2 separate regions of the Sus scrofa genome follow, and region 1 is linked to region 2. Evidence: chromatin contacts called from public Hi-C data. All regions are on one chromosome and are shown on one strand. Each heading gives the region's core, a stretch centred on a gene start, on an enhancer-like site or on the middle of the called end of the contact. The rest is flanking DNA. Distances are from core to core; before and after follow the strand shown. Region 1 overlaps AGAP1 (arf-GAP with GTPase, ANK repeat and PH domain-containing protein 1). Region 2 has its middle 39 kb from the start of ARL4C.

Region 1 (5,383 bases), core at 2,867-5,366, 1.0 Mb before region 2:
AGACGCAGTTGGAATACCCTAGAGTATGTCAGAAGGATGGGGGCCCCGCAGCCCAGCCCCCGCCCGGCCAGCACTCGGGGGGCCTCCCCTGGAGGCCGTCTCTGCCTCTCGCCCTACATGTGCAGGTGGAGGAGACGCACCCCATACAGAGGATCCAAATGTGACTCAGCAGCCATTTCTCAGCGTGAGACCCGACACCACCGCCCACACTGTGCACTCAGGGACCAGCGGAGTGAGGAGGTGACCGCGGCAGCCGCCCCGAGACCAGCCAGCTGAGGGCAAACACCTCTCCCTCCAAATGGGAATTCACTCTCTGTACGTTTTCTGAAAATTCCAAAATTTCTTCACTCTACGTTATGACCAAGAAGAAGTCAAGTCACAAGATGCCTAAAGTCAAGAAATGCCGAGGTTTCCAACAGAAGCCTGGTATTCAAAACGAATGGATGCTGGAACGGAAGCCATGGCAAAGGCGGGCATGGCAGAGGACCAGAAACACGTCTGCAGGAGAGGGACAGTGTCCTGGAAACCAGGGGCCGCTGGCCCTGCACAGACGGAGGCAGAGGCACACGAGTTAGACTCGGGATGGAGGAGAAGCCAGGTCCAAGGATGGGGGGGGCATGAGGCACAGGTCAGCTGGAGGAGGTGCAAGGCGGACAGATGCCCCAAGTTACCTCTCAAGTTCAGCTGAAAGCGGGCAGAGACAGGTGTCTGACAGAGAGATGCTGGACCTTGGGGACCCGAGAGCCTGGCCAGCTGGCAGGGCAGATGGGCAGAGGTGCACCTGCCAGGGTTCAGGAGGAAAGGGCAGACCTTGAGCCACTTCTCTGTCCACCGAGGCGAGTATGTGGGAGCCAGACACTGGGGGCATCTGACACGCACTCTGTGGCCAGCCAGGTGCCACCCTAACCTGTCACAATTGAGCCATCACCTGGAAACAGCATGAGCACCGCCTGACCCCAGGGAGGGCCCGGCAAGTGGTACCTAACATCACCAGTTAAGTAGGCTGCAAAGCACCTTCTGTTGTCCACTGCGTCCCAGGAACAAAGGACGGGCGCAGGGGTCCAGAATGCCAGTGGTCCAGGGAAGCAAAAGACAGTGACCAAGAATGTCCCCGAAAGCCACACTGCTGCTGCGCTTGGAGAAGCCCAACGCTGAGCAAGCACATGCGGACACACCCATAGAACGAAGGCTAGGTGGCCTCAATGGGCCGAAATGCAACCGCCCCCAAGCTATGGTGACATGAGGGTGAGTGTGTGTGTGTGTGTGTGTGTAAAATACACACATGGGCTTGTCCGGGCTGAGAACACTTCCCGCAGGATTAAAAACTTCACAGTTGCTGATCTAGGGTTGGGGAACCGGGTGGCCTGGGGACAAGGGGGTAAGGGGGCTTTCTTTTCATTGTTACCTGTTGGTACCTTTCAAATTTTACACCACCTGGCATGTAAAACAAAACAAATGCAGTGATAGCGTTTTTAATAACCCTAATAGGAAAATGAAGAGAGTAAAGTGGGAATTAAAATGAACACGACTCAAGAATGCACGGCTCAGCTTTTAAGCACATGCCACCAAAAGACGGCTTATCACAACGACTGGTGCATAGGCGTTATAAATTACACAGGGCTCCATTAAATTCAGATGCGTGAGTATTTAAACACTGGAACAACGCATGCTGCCTTTTTACTCGCAAATAGATCTTTCCTCGAATCGAACACATTTGTGTGGCAACTAGAGTAGTAAAATCAATGCTTGACTTCACTGACCCAAAAAATACATCTTGAATTTTAAAAAAAAAAAAAAAATTTACTTTTAAAACCCTCCATCCCCTCCCTCATTGCTGGGCCAGGAGGAAACGCTGCCTCAGAAGAGGCTCAATGAAAAGTAACCTGAGGAGTTCCCGTTGTGGCTCAGGGGGTTAAGGATCCAACCGCCATCCATAAGGACGTGGGTTCAATCCCTGGCCTCCAGTGGATTAAAGATCCGGCGTGGCCGTGAGCTGTGCTGTAGGTCGCAGAAGTGGCTTGGATCCCACGTTGCTGTGGCTGTGGCCTAGGCCTGTGGCTGTGACCTAGGCCAGTGGCTGTAGCTCTGATTCGACCCCAGCCTGGGGACTCTCCATATGCCACGGGTGCAGCCCTAAAAAGTGAAGGAAAACAGAAAGAAAAGTAACCTGAGATTTATCAGGAGACGCACACAGCAGCAGCTCCTTCATGCCACTTCTCGATTGGCCCTTCTGGGGGCTTGCCTCGCTAAGTGAGGGTGACAGAGATGAAGGCAGAGCCCCTAGAAGAGTCAGGGGGTGACCAGTGAGGACCAGACTGGCCGGCTGCCCCATTTCACGCTCCAGGCGCAGCGACATTAAAGAATGAACACGCACGTCGGGAGCACACATCCGGGAGCCCTCCGTGCCCGCGTGTTCACCAGTGATCTCAAGTCACCAAAGATGTGTCCCACTGCAGGAGAGGCCACTTGGTGCCCCATTCAGTTCCCCCTACTAGAGCGGAATAACATTAAGAGAATGCATTCCCGGAGCGCCCACCATGGCGCAGCGGAAACAAGTCCAACGCGTATCTGTGAGGATACGGGTTCGATCCCTGGCCTCGCTCAATGGGTTAAGGATCTGCCGTTGCTACGAGCTGTGGTGTAGGTCGCAGATGCAGCTTGGAGCCCACGTGGCTGTGGCTGTGGTGTAGGCCGGCAGCTGTAGCACTGATGTGAACCCTAGCCTGGGAACCTCCATAGGCTGAGGGTGCGGCCCTAAAAAGAAAAAAGAAAGAAAGAAAGAAAACGCGTTCTCACGCGCTGATGGAAGTGCCACTGAATTTGAATTTGGACTAAAACCTCACCAGTCACCCCTGACTGACAGCTTTTAGCCAGTCCCGGGACACTGGGGCTCCTGTCGCTGTGGTCAGGAGGCCAGCAAGGCCCCAGGCCGTCAGAACTGTTAGGAGAAGACCTTCCATCATTTCTTATCATTAACACGCACCCGCTTCAGATTATATTTTCTCTTTTACATTTAAATCATAATATTGAAGAGAAGCTCTCAAAAAACACCAAGATCAGGGAACAGGGAACTTTTATCAGGAGCGATGCGAGGGGGTGGGAAACCAAAATTACTCAACATGGGGGGGGTTAGAGAATGTTATGACTTTTCAGCAGAAATTCTCAGCTTGGTTGACAACCAAAATATCAGAAGTAGAAGGAGAAGACGCCAACCCCCTGCTGTCACCCAGGTGTGCCCGCAGGTCAGAGGCAGGGTGGATTATTTTAGGACTGAAGAAAGGGAATTCTAAATAGCTACACGTGGATGCCAGCTGAATTCCTTGCAAGTTTAATCCTATATTAAGAGGACGTGCAGGGAGGCTCAGGATGTGAAAACGCGCTGAAACCACACAACACACACTGCTGCTGTGATGCTGCGTGAGGCCGAAGCTGCCAGGTCTACGCTCTCGGAGGAAAGGGGGCTTGGGCTTTGGACAGTGAGTGCTGAGCCACAAGAAAAGTGAAATTCAGGACATCTGGCTCATCCGTTTACGATGTCTTCAGCAGTCTGTGCGTTCACATAAAACACGGGTAAGTAAAAACAATCGACTTTCACTAGTCCCAACAGTCTTTTAAAATACACAACTAAACAGTGAACCCGATGGTAAAATACAGATCTGGGGTGATTTTGCCATGTGAACTTGGTTCATCCTCTCGGTACGAAAGGCACTATATTCTGGTGAGTGATGCTGGCGGTGGGAGGCTGGGCATGGCGGGGAGGAGGAAATTTCTGTAATTCCCTTTCATTTTTGTCATAAACCTAAAACTACTCTGAAAAAATTGTCTTAAAAATGTAAAAAATACACACACACCCACACACACAATTAAATAAAATTAAGGAGGTGCTGGGCCCGGCCCGTACGTATCAACACCACCACACTGAGGTCCTGTTTTGGACCCAGCTCCGCTGACCACGCAGGTCCCTGAGTAACACACACACACACACACACACACAGCTCATTCAGAGGCGGTGGGAGAGCCAGCTCCTGGCGCTGCCTGGCCCGGGAGAACCGAGAGCCTCGGTCAGCCAGGGCAGAGGGCTGGGCACCTGCTCATTCCATTGGGCCTTGGCCCAGCACAGGGATCCTGGCACTGGACACGGTGCCCCTGGACCACTGCGGTGCCGTCGGCTCCGCCGCCCTGACTTCCGAGCAGAGGGTGTGACCTGGGACGTGCCTAGGCCGCCTGAGCACACGATGCAGGAGGGATGCAGGATCACACAAACATCAGGAGGAAGCCCTTTCTCTAGGCCGGGCTCCTCCTCCTCCTCCGAGCAGCCCTCCTTCCTCCTCAGCATCTTCAGCCGTTTCCCAAGGGCAAGGGCCAGCGCACAGCCCCCCACCCACCCAGAAGGGCTCAGACAACTTGCAGACAGTAGAAGCTGCTCCCACCCCAGTGTCAGAGGAAGAGGCCTCGGCTGCGGTCCCCCTCCCACGCCCTGCGCCCCCGCCCCCAGCACACTCCGTGCTCCCTGCCGCCCCCTCTCCAGAGGACACGCACAGCTAACACCTCCACGGGGCTCAGGACAGCCTCTCAAGTGCTTGCTGCCCAGACGTCCCCAGGTCCCCTCCCTGTTCTTTTGAAGGCAATTCAGCTACAAAGGATGCAGGCTTCTTCCAGAGAAAAGCCCTCCCCCCAGCAGAGAAACTGTTCTGAGCCGCCCCGCGGGACAGGGCCACCTCCAGCCCCACCCTGGCTCCTCCAGGTGACAAGGACAAGACTCTGGACCCCAAGGAATGCAAATACCCACCCACACTGACAGAGGGGAGCACAGACCAAGGACAGCTAGGCAGGGAGCTGCAGAAAGAAAGGGCAACAAATCTGATAAGAAAGCTCCCCGCTGTTTACTTTCCCGGGAGAACTGGGCTGTTTCTTGTGCCCCGACTTTCTTAAAATCCATCCAGACTGCAAATTCCTTCCCTAACCTCCATTTGCTCATGACTGAGGGACAGGGCTCTGGTCTGTTTTCGAAATTATTTACATGCAGAACCATGAACCGAACCAGGAAATGGAAGGCCCTCGTTACAGCACACACAACACAGGCACACTCGGACGTGAAAGGCGTCCACGCTCCCTTTAACAACTAACAACCCCCCCTTGGGCCAAAGAGAGAAACACAATGGGCATGGGTGGGCAAGACACAGGCCTGCCTCCCAGGGGCTCCGTCAGCTCCTCGTCGCCCATCAAGCCTCAAGGCCCGATCACCTAATTCCTAAAATACTGGCAACACAGGTGAGGAAGTGGTCCAGCAAGGAGATGACATCATAGCAATGTGACCTCGGGCAGAAAGCCCCCCCTGCCCCCCCCGCCGTTTTCCCCTTGGTGCCACCATAGCATTTTGTAT
Region 2 (6,102 bases), core at 2,268-4,767:
CCTCCCCCTTTTGAACAAAGGACAGTCCATGGTTAATCATCTTGTGAAATGGGAAAACCCACGTGCTAAGCAGAAAGATGGTTTTAATGGGCCAAAAAATAACTTGCAGAGACACTGCAGGCCAAAAAAAAAAAAAAAAAAAGAGTAATGCTCCTTTAACCAATGTAAAGAAGAAGAAAAAAAAGCGAAACCTCATTTTCAGCTCTCAATAGAGGATTACCAGGCACGGAGCAGAGAGGCTTCCGGAGGCTGGCATTCCACAGCAGCTCATCAGGTTCGTCAAAGGAAGCATTTCAGCCCTTCTGAACTCACAGCCTCTGGTCCACACAGCGGGAAGAACACACACACACACACACACAGAGACACACACACACACACCGATTGCTCTAGACTGTATTGCAAAGAGATGCATTAAAAAGGGAATTTGAGGTTAACAGATGCAAACTATTGCCTTTGGAATGGATAAGCAATGAGATCCTGCTGTATAGCACTGGGAACTATATCTAGTCACTTAGGATGGAGCAGGATAATGTGAGAAAAAAAGCATGTATACAGTATGCGTGACTGGGTCACCATGCTGTATAGTAGAAAATTGACAGTGTTGGGGACGTGGCTCGGATCGTCAGTGTGGGAAAGCGAGACCCGTGAACACGGCAGGTCCCGCCCAGCTCTGCCTCTGCAGAAGGGCGCGGGTGCTCACCCAGCGCGCGGAAGCCGAGACCCTCCCTGTTTATCCCTAACGGGGGTGCACCTGTCCCCTGCCCGGGGGTCAGGGCAGGGCGCACATTCTTCTCGGGGGGCTCGTTGAAACAGCTTGTTCCTGGGAGAAGAGGGAAAGAGGAGGGTGTGGCAGGAGGGCGTTTCAGCCGAAACCAGAGCGGAATGGAGTCACCAAGATTTCCTTCGATAGACGAGACATTAGGATACTTTCCACAACAAAACACTGTAAACCAGGTATAATGGAAAAAGTAAAACTCATTATCTAAGAAAGAAAAACGGCTAAGCAGGATTAGGCCTGGTTGGTACTTGAATGGAAGGAAGGGCCAGGGTCGTGGCAGGGGCTGACTTAGAGCCTTCCTTGAGTTTGCTGGGCGGAAACTCACCTTGTGCCCACACCGTTCATTTCCTTGCAGTCACAGGACATTTCTGAGAGAGGGTGGATGGTGTGGGGACCGTTAGCCGTTTTCCTGAAGGAGCAGTCCTACCCCTGTTCCCTGTATGGTTTTCTGTTACCCTTGCAGCTCAGTAGGTGGAAAAATTAAACATTCAAGCTACCGCTGAAATTTCTGCTGCAAAAGAGTTTTCAACCCCTGAGTGGTCGAAGGAAGGAGAAAAGGGCTCCCCTACCCAGTAATCCCCGCCACGAAAAAGCTTACCGTTCCTTATTTCAGACTGGAAGTTTCCTCAGGCTCGCCACGGGGGAGGATGCAGCTGCCTTCCACGTGGCCGTTCCTGCTGCTGGAAATTAAGATAACTCTGGCTTGGGTCATCAGCGTCGGAAAGTGAGACACGTGGACAAGGAGAAATCTCGGCAAGGCTCTTTCCTTCTGCAGAAGGGCGCAGGTGCTCCAAAAGGCACGCGTGCTGAACAAAGGACCCTCCCCTATTGATCCCTAGCGCAGGTGATGGGCCTGTCCCCTTCCCTGGGTCAGGGCAGGGCACACATTCTTCCCGGTTGGCTAACTGAAATAAATTGTTGCTGGGAAAAGGGGTAAAGAGGAGGGGGTCGCAGGGTGTTTCAGCCGAAGCCAGAGCAAAATGGAGCTACCAAGATTTCTTTTGCTAGAAAAGATATTCTGTTACTTTCCACACGGCTGCTCAGGAATGAGAGTCGTGGCGCTGGACCCTGTCTGCGGTCGTGGGCTTTGCGGTGAGATGAGGTAAAGGAAGAGAGCCCGGTGCTGAGGGACGCAGCCCTAGCATCTGGTGACCCGGTGTGTTAGGTCCCCAGGGCGGCCGTGACACCCGTGGCACAGCACCGCAAACCGGGTGCTTCTCTCCTGGAGGCCAGAAGCCCAAATCAAGGCTCCGTTCCTCCCAGAGGCTCTGAGGAAGAGTCTCTTCCAGGCCTCTCCCGGCTTCTGGAAGCTGTGCCCCCATCGCTTCAGCCTCCGTCTCTGTGTATCCGTGTATCCGTGTATCCCCGTGTCCTCACACGACCTTCTTACAAGGAGGCTGGTCATTGAATTCAGGACCCACCTTCAACTCATAATGACCCTGTATCCACTAATTACGTCTGCAAAGACCCGGTTTACAAATAAGGTCAGAGGTCCCAAGGACAGAGGTATTGGTGGGGGGCGGGTGGCAGAAGCGGGGAACACACTCCAGTCCAATAAAGCGTCTTCTTCTGCTGCATGATGGAATGGTCCAAACTTCTAAGTGCTGTGTTTATCACTGCCCTGTGCCATTGACGAGGAAGGGCTCCACTAAACCGCATGGGGCACTGAAGAGGCAACTGCCTGTGGTTCAAAGACAAAGAAGAGAACGGGGAGCAACCTGCCGGGTGAGGCATGTGCAGTGCAGGACTGAGCACCGGAAGAGGACCTCAGACCCCCACTCAGACGGGGGGAGAGAGTGGATCTCTGCGGGTTCTCTGCGGGAGGAGGAGGAGGAGGAGGAGGAGGGAGGGCAACGAGGAACCAGGTGGCCTTGGGGAGCAGGGGGTGTAGGGCAGACAGAGAACACCTGACGTCCCCTTGGAGGTAGGCCCTGATCAAGGACCCAGAAGGCCACCCACCCCAAGGGCAGGAAGCTAGCAGTTAGGATCCTGTCTTCCCAGGAGCACAGGTCCTGGCCCGCAGGGCTTTCCCTTTGCTGAGAGAACACACAAGTTTGGGTGAAGAGAGGGACCCCCCCCACCCAGGACATCCGGAGAGACCCTCAGCCTCTGTCTTCCTCTGCTTCCCTTAGGCGGGCCCGTCTCTCCTCATTCCTAAACCTTAGTCTGAGCAGCGTCAGAGGTTAGTTAGCCTTTCAGGGTCACCCATGTGTCTTGCTCTGGTTTGCAGCGACATCCAGCAGCGGAAGCCCCAGTAAATGGGAACTCAAACATAAGGAGCAAGGGGCGAGAGGTGGGCAAGTTTCCTAAGAAGGAAGGGGGGCATTTTAGTGCAGATCTTAGAGCTCCCCTCTGAACAGGCCTTCATCGTTGTTACAGGGAGCTGAAGTCCCTGCCACATCCCAGTGAGTTCTGGCCCTCCTGCCCCCGGGCCTGGACCCCCAGCCTTGAGTGGAAACCCCCCACTTTCCGAGGCCGCTGCGCCAGAAGTCAGAGAGGCAGGAAGTCGGTCAGGCCCATCAGCACACGGTCGGCTGAGGTCTTGTTTCTTTTACATTTTCTTTCTAGCGCTCATTTCAAAATTGTCTCTCTCCTCTCGAGCATGGCTTCTTTTTTTAACCCTCAGGCTAACGTGGAAAGAATGTGTTTAGTTTGCAGCGCTGCGGTGGCATGAACCATGGGCGGGGTGATTCAGCTACCCTGGGGCCGCTGACTCGCGCAGGGGTGGGACCAGGGATGTTGGCCAGGACACCGCTCTAAGTCCCATAACTGTGATGAAATCCGTTTGAAGCTGACGCATCAGAATATGGACTCTCCAGAGCAGCCTTTCAGGCAGCAGTTTGGCTTTTCTATAACAAGGTGTTCGATGTTTGTTGACAGAAGGGGAAGATTGAGAAAACACATCCAGGGAAAGAACTGACTTACAGGTGGAGCTGGACAATAGTGACGCCACCCTGACCTTCTCAAGGATGCCTGATTGAGCGCTGACCCTGCAAAACGGCAAACGTCGTGTGACAATGAAGGCATGACTCAGGCGAGGCTAAAAGCTGCTAAGCTCAGGGTTAGTTCCCATGGTTTGGGGAAATCTTAGTATGGAGAACCGGGCTTTAAGAAATTCCGTCAAAGGGAGTTCCCATGGTGGCAGAGCCGTAACAAACCTGACTAGTATCCGCAAGGATTCGGGTTCGATCCCTGGTCTTGCTCAGTGGGTTAAGGATCCAGTGTTGGTGGGAGCTGTGGTGTAGGTCACAGATGCAGCTCTGATCTGGCGTGGCTGTGGCTGTGGTGTAGGCTGGTAGCTGCAGCTCCAATTTGACCTCTAGCCTGGGAACCTCCATATGCCACAGGTGTGGCCCTAAAAAAGCAAAAAAAAAAAAAAAAAAAAGAAAAGAAAAGAAAAAAAGAAAAAGGAAGAAAAGAAATTCCATGAAAACGTGGCTCACTGTTTTCTGTGCCTCCAAGTTCCGTGGTAAAGAGATGGTATGTGTATTTCTAAAAGGAGCCAGGTTGATGCAATGGAAAAAAAGTCTAGTGCAGTAAGAATCAGAGTCCTGGCCACTAACTGCCTTACCTTAGATGAGTGGCTTGGCCAGGCTGTTCCAGGCTTTTGTGAAGACTGAATGGTGTGTAAGGATCGTACAGAGTCTGGTACAGAGGATGTATCTGACAAGGAGAAGCCCATTGCTGGAGCTTCATTATTTCACCACACACGGGTAGCATCCCTCACTGGGACCTCTGCCCAGATGCCCAGACTTGCCTTCTTCACGTCCCTGACTCTTGGAGCTTTCTGTACACGTCCCACGAGCTGTCCTAACAGAGCTGCTTTCCTGAGGAGCCATTAGGAATGTTCTTTGCTTGAGACCCCAAGAGGCCCTGCCCGAGTCATCAGTTGTTGTCTGTCTTTCCCGTGGCCACCAAATGTGGTGGTTTAAAGCAGCAGGAATGAATTCCTTCACATGCTGGAGTTCAGCAGTCCACAATCAGTTCAGCTCGGCTGAGATCAGGATGCAGGCAGTGCTGTGCTCCCGCCAGGGGCTCCAGGGTAGAATCCGTTCCTGTTCCCAACCGGCTTCAGCTTCGGGGGGCCGCCAGCACTGCTTGGCTTGTGGCCACATCCCCTCGGTTGCCTCCTCCCCGTCACACAGCCTCCTCCTCCTCTCCGTGAGGAAATGTCCCTTCATGTCTCTCTCTTATCAGGGTCCTTGTGATTATGCTAAAGACTCACCTGGATCATCCAGAAGCCATCTCGGAATCTTTAATCTCATTGAAAAGACTCTTTCATCAAACCAAGTCGCATTCACAGTTTGTAGGGACTAGGACCTCATGTCTCTAAGAGCCATGACTCAGCCCGCTACCATTGTCATCATGAGGTTTGGTTCTTAAACCTACATTTGCTACTTTGTCTGTTTGTTTGTTTTAGGACTGCACCTGCAGCATATGGGAGTTCCCAGACTAGGGGTGGAAACGGAGTTGTAGCCACCGGCCTGCACCACAGCCACGGCAACGCCGGATCTGAGCCACATCTTCAGCCTATGCTGCAGCTTGCAGCAAACCTGGACCCTTAACCCACTGATCAAGGCCAGAGATCGAACCCGCATCCTCGTGGGTACTGCTTGGGTTCTTAACCTGCTGAGCCACAATAAGGATGCCTACATTTGGTGTTTTATTCCTGATGAAGCTTAAACTGTTCATTGTATTGATCGGGTTGCACCTGCATATACGCATGGCCCCTTCATCGGGGCAGGAGACAAACAACAACAGCAAGAGATGACCAGGATCCTGGAGTTCCTGGCGTCTTCTGGGCTTCGCTCCACCTTTGGCTTTGGCTGGTTGGGGATTCCAGCGTCCCTAGAGCTAGAGGTATAGAGCAGCCGCACAATGCTTTGGGTGGGAGAAGCTGTTGGCTCTCGTGAGCGGAAACACTCCTGTGAATTGTGTGGGTTTTTTATAAGTGGGGGACAATATGTTAAGAAATCTTGCCCCAAAGCTTTCTTCTCAAAAGTCTTGTTGTTGTTTTTGCTTTTTTTTGTGTTTTTTGTTTTTTGTTTTTTTTTTTGTTTGTTTGTTTGTTTGTTTTGCCATTTCTAGGGCCGCTCCTGCGGCATATGGAGGTTCCCAGGCTAGGGGTCAAATTGGAGCTGTAGCCACCAGCCTACGCCAGAGCCACAGCCACGCGGGATCCGAGCCACATCTGCAACCTACACCACAGCTCACGGCAACGCCGGAACCTCAACCAACTGAGCAAGGCCAGGGATCGAACCTGCAACCTCATGATTCTTAGTCGAATTTGTTAACCACTGAGCCACGACGGGAACTCCTAAGTT

The links. A called contact is a pair of places that touch in the nucleus more often than the background predicts.
Region 1: a contact with region 2 is called in a Hi-C map of mesenteric adipose tissue, with 5 times the contacts expected there. The contact joins two enhancer-like sites. A contact is called at or near these places in 5 of 47 Hi-C or Micro-C datasets (heart right ventricle, liver, mesenteric adipose tissue and 2 more).

Annotation. Positions count from the first base shown.
Region 1 is chr15:135,618,019-135,623,401 of Sscrofa11.1, reverse strand. The region is part of intron 1 of AGAP1 (arf-GAP with GTPase, ANK repeat and PH domain-containing protein 1); the gene reads right to left. Among named protein-coding and RNA genes, the nearest start is that of AGAP1, 180 kb to the right of the region's middle. Within about 2 kb of position 4,116, at least 4 of the 83 cell types and tissues checked have an H3K27ac peak or open chromatin away from gene starts, as enhancers often do. A contact at or near this core is called in mesenteric adipose tissue and omental adipose tissue, where this site is marked.
Region 2 is chr15:134,579,671-134,585,772 of Sscrofa11.1, reverse strand. No RefSeq gene overlaps it. Among named protein-coding and RNA genes, the nearest start is that of ARL4C, 39 kb to the left of the region's middle. Within about 2 kb of position 3,517, at least 26 of the 83 cell types and tissues checked have an H3K27ac peak or open chromatin away from gene starts, as enhancers often do. A contact at or near this core is called in mesenteric adipose tissue and omental adipose tissue, where this site is marked.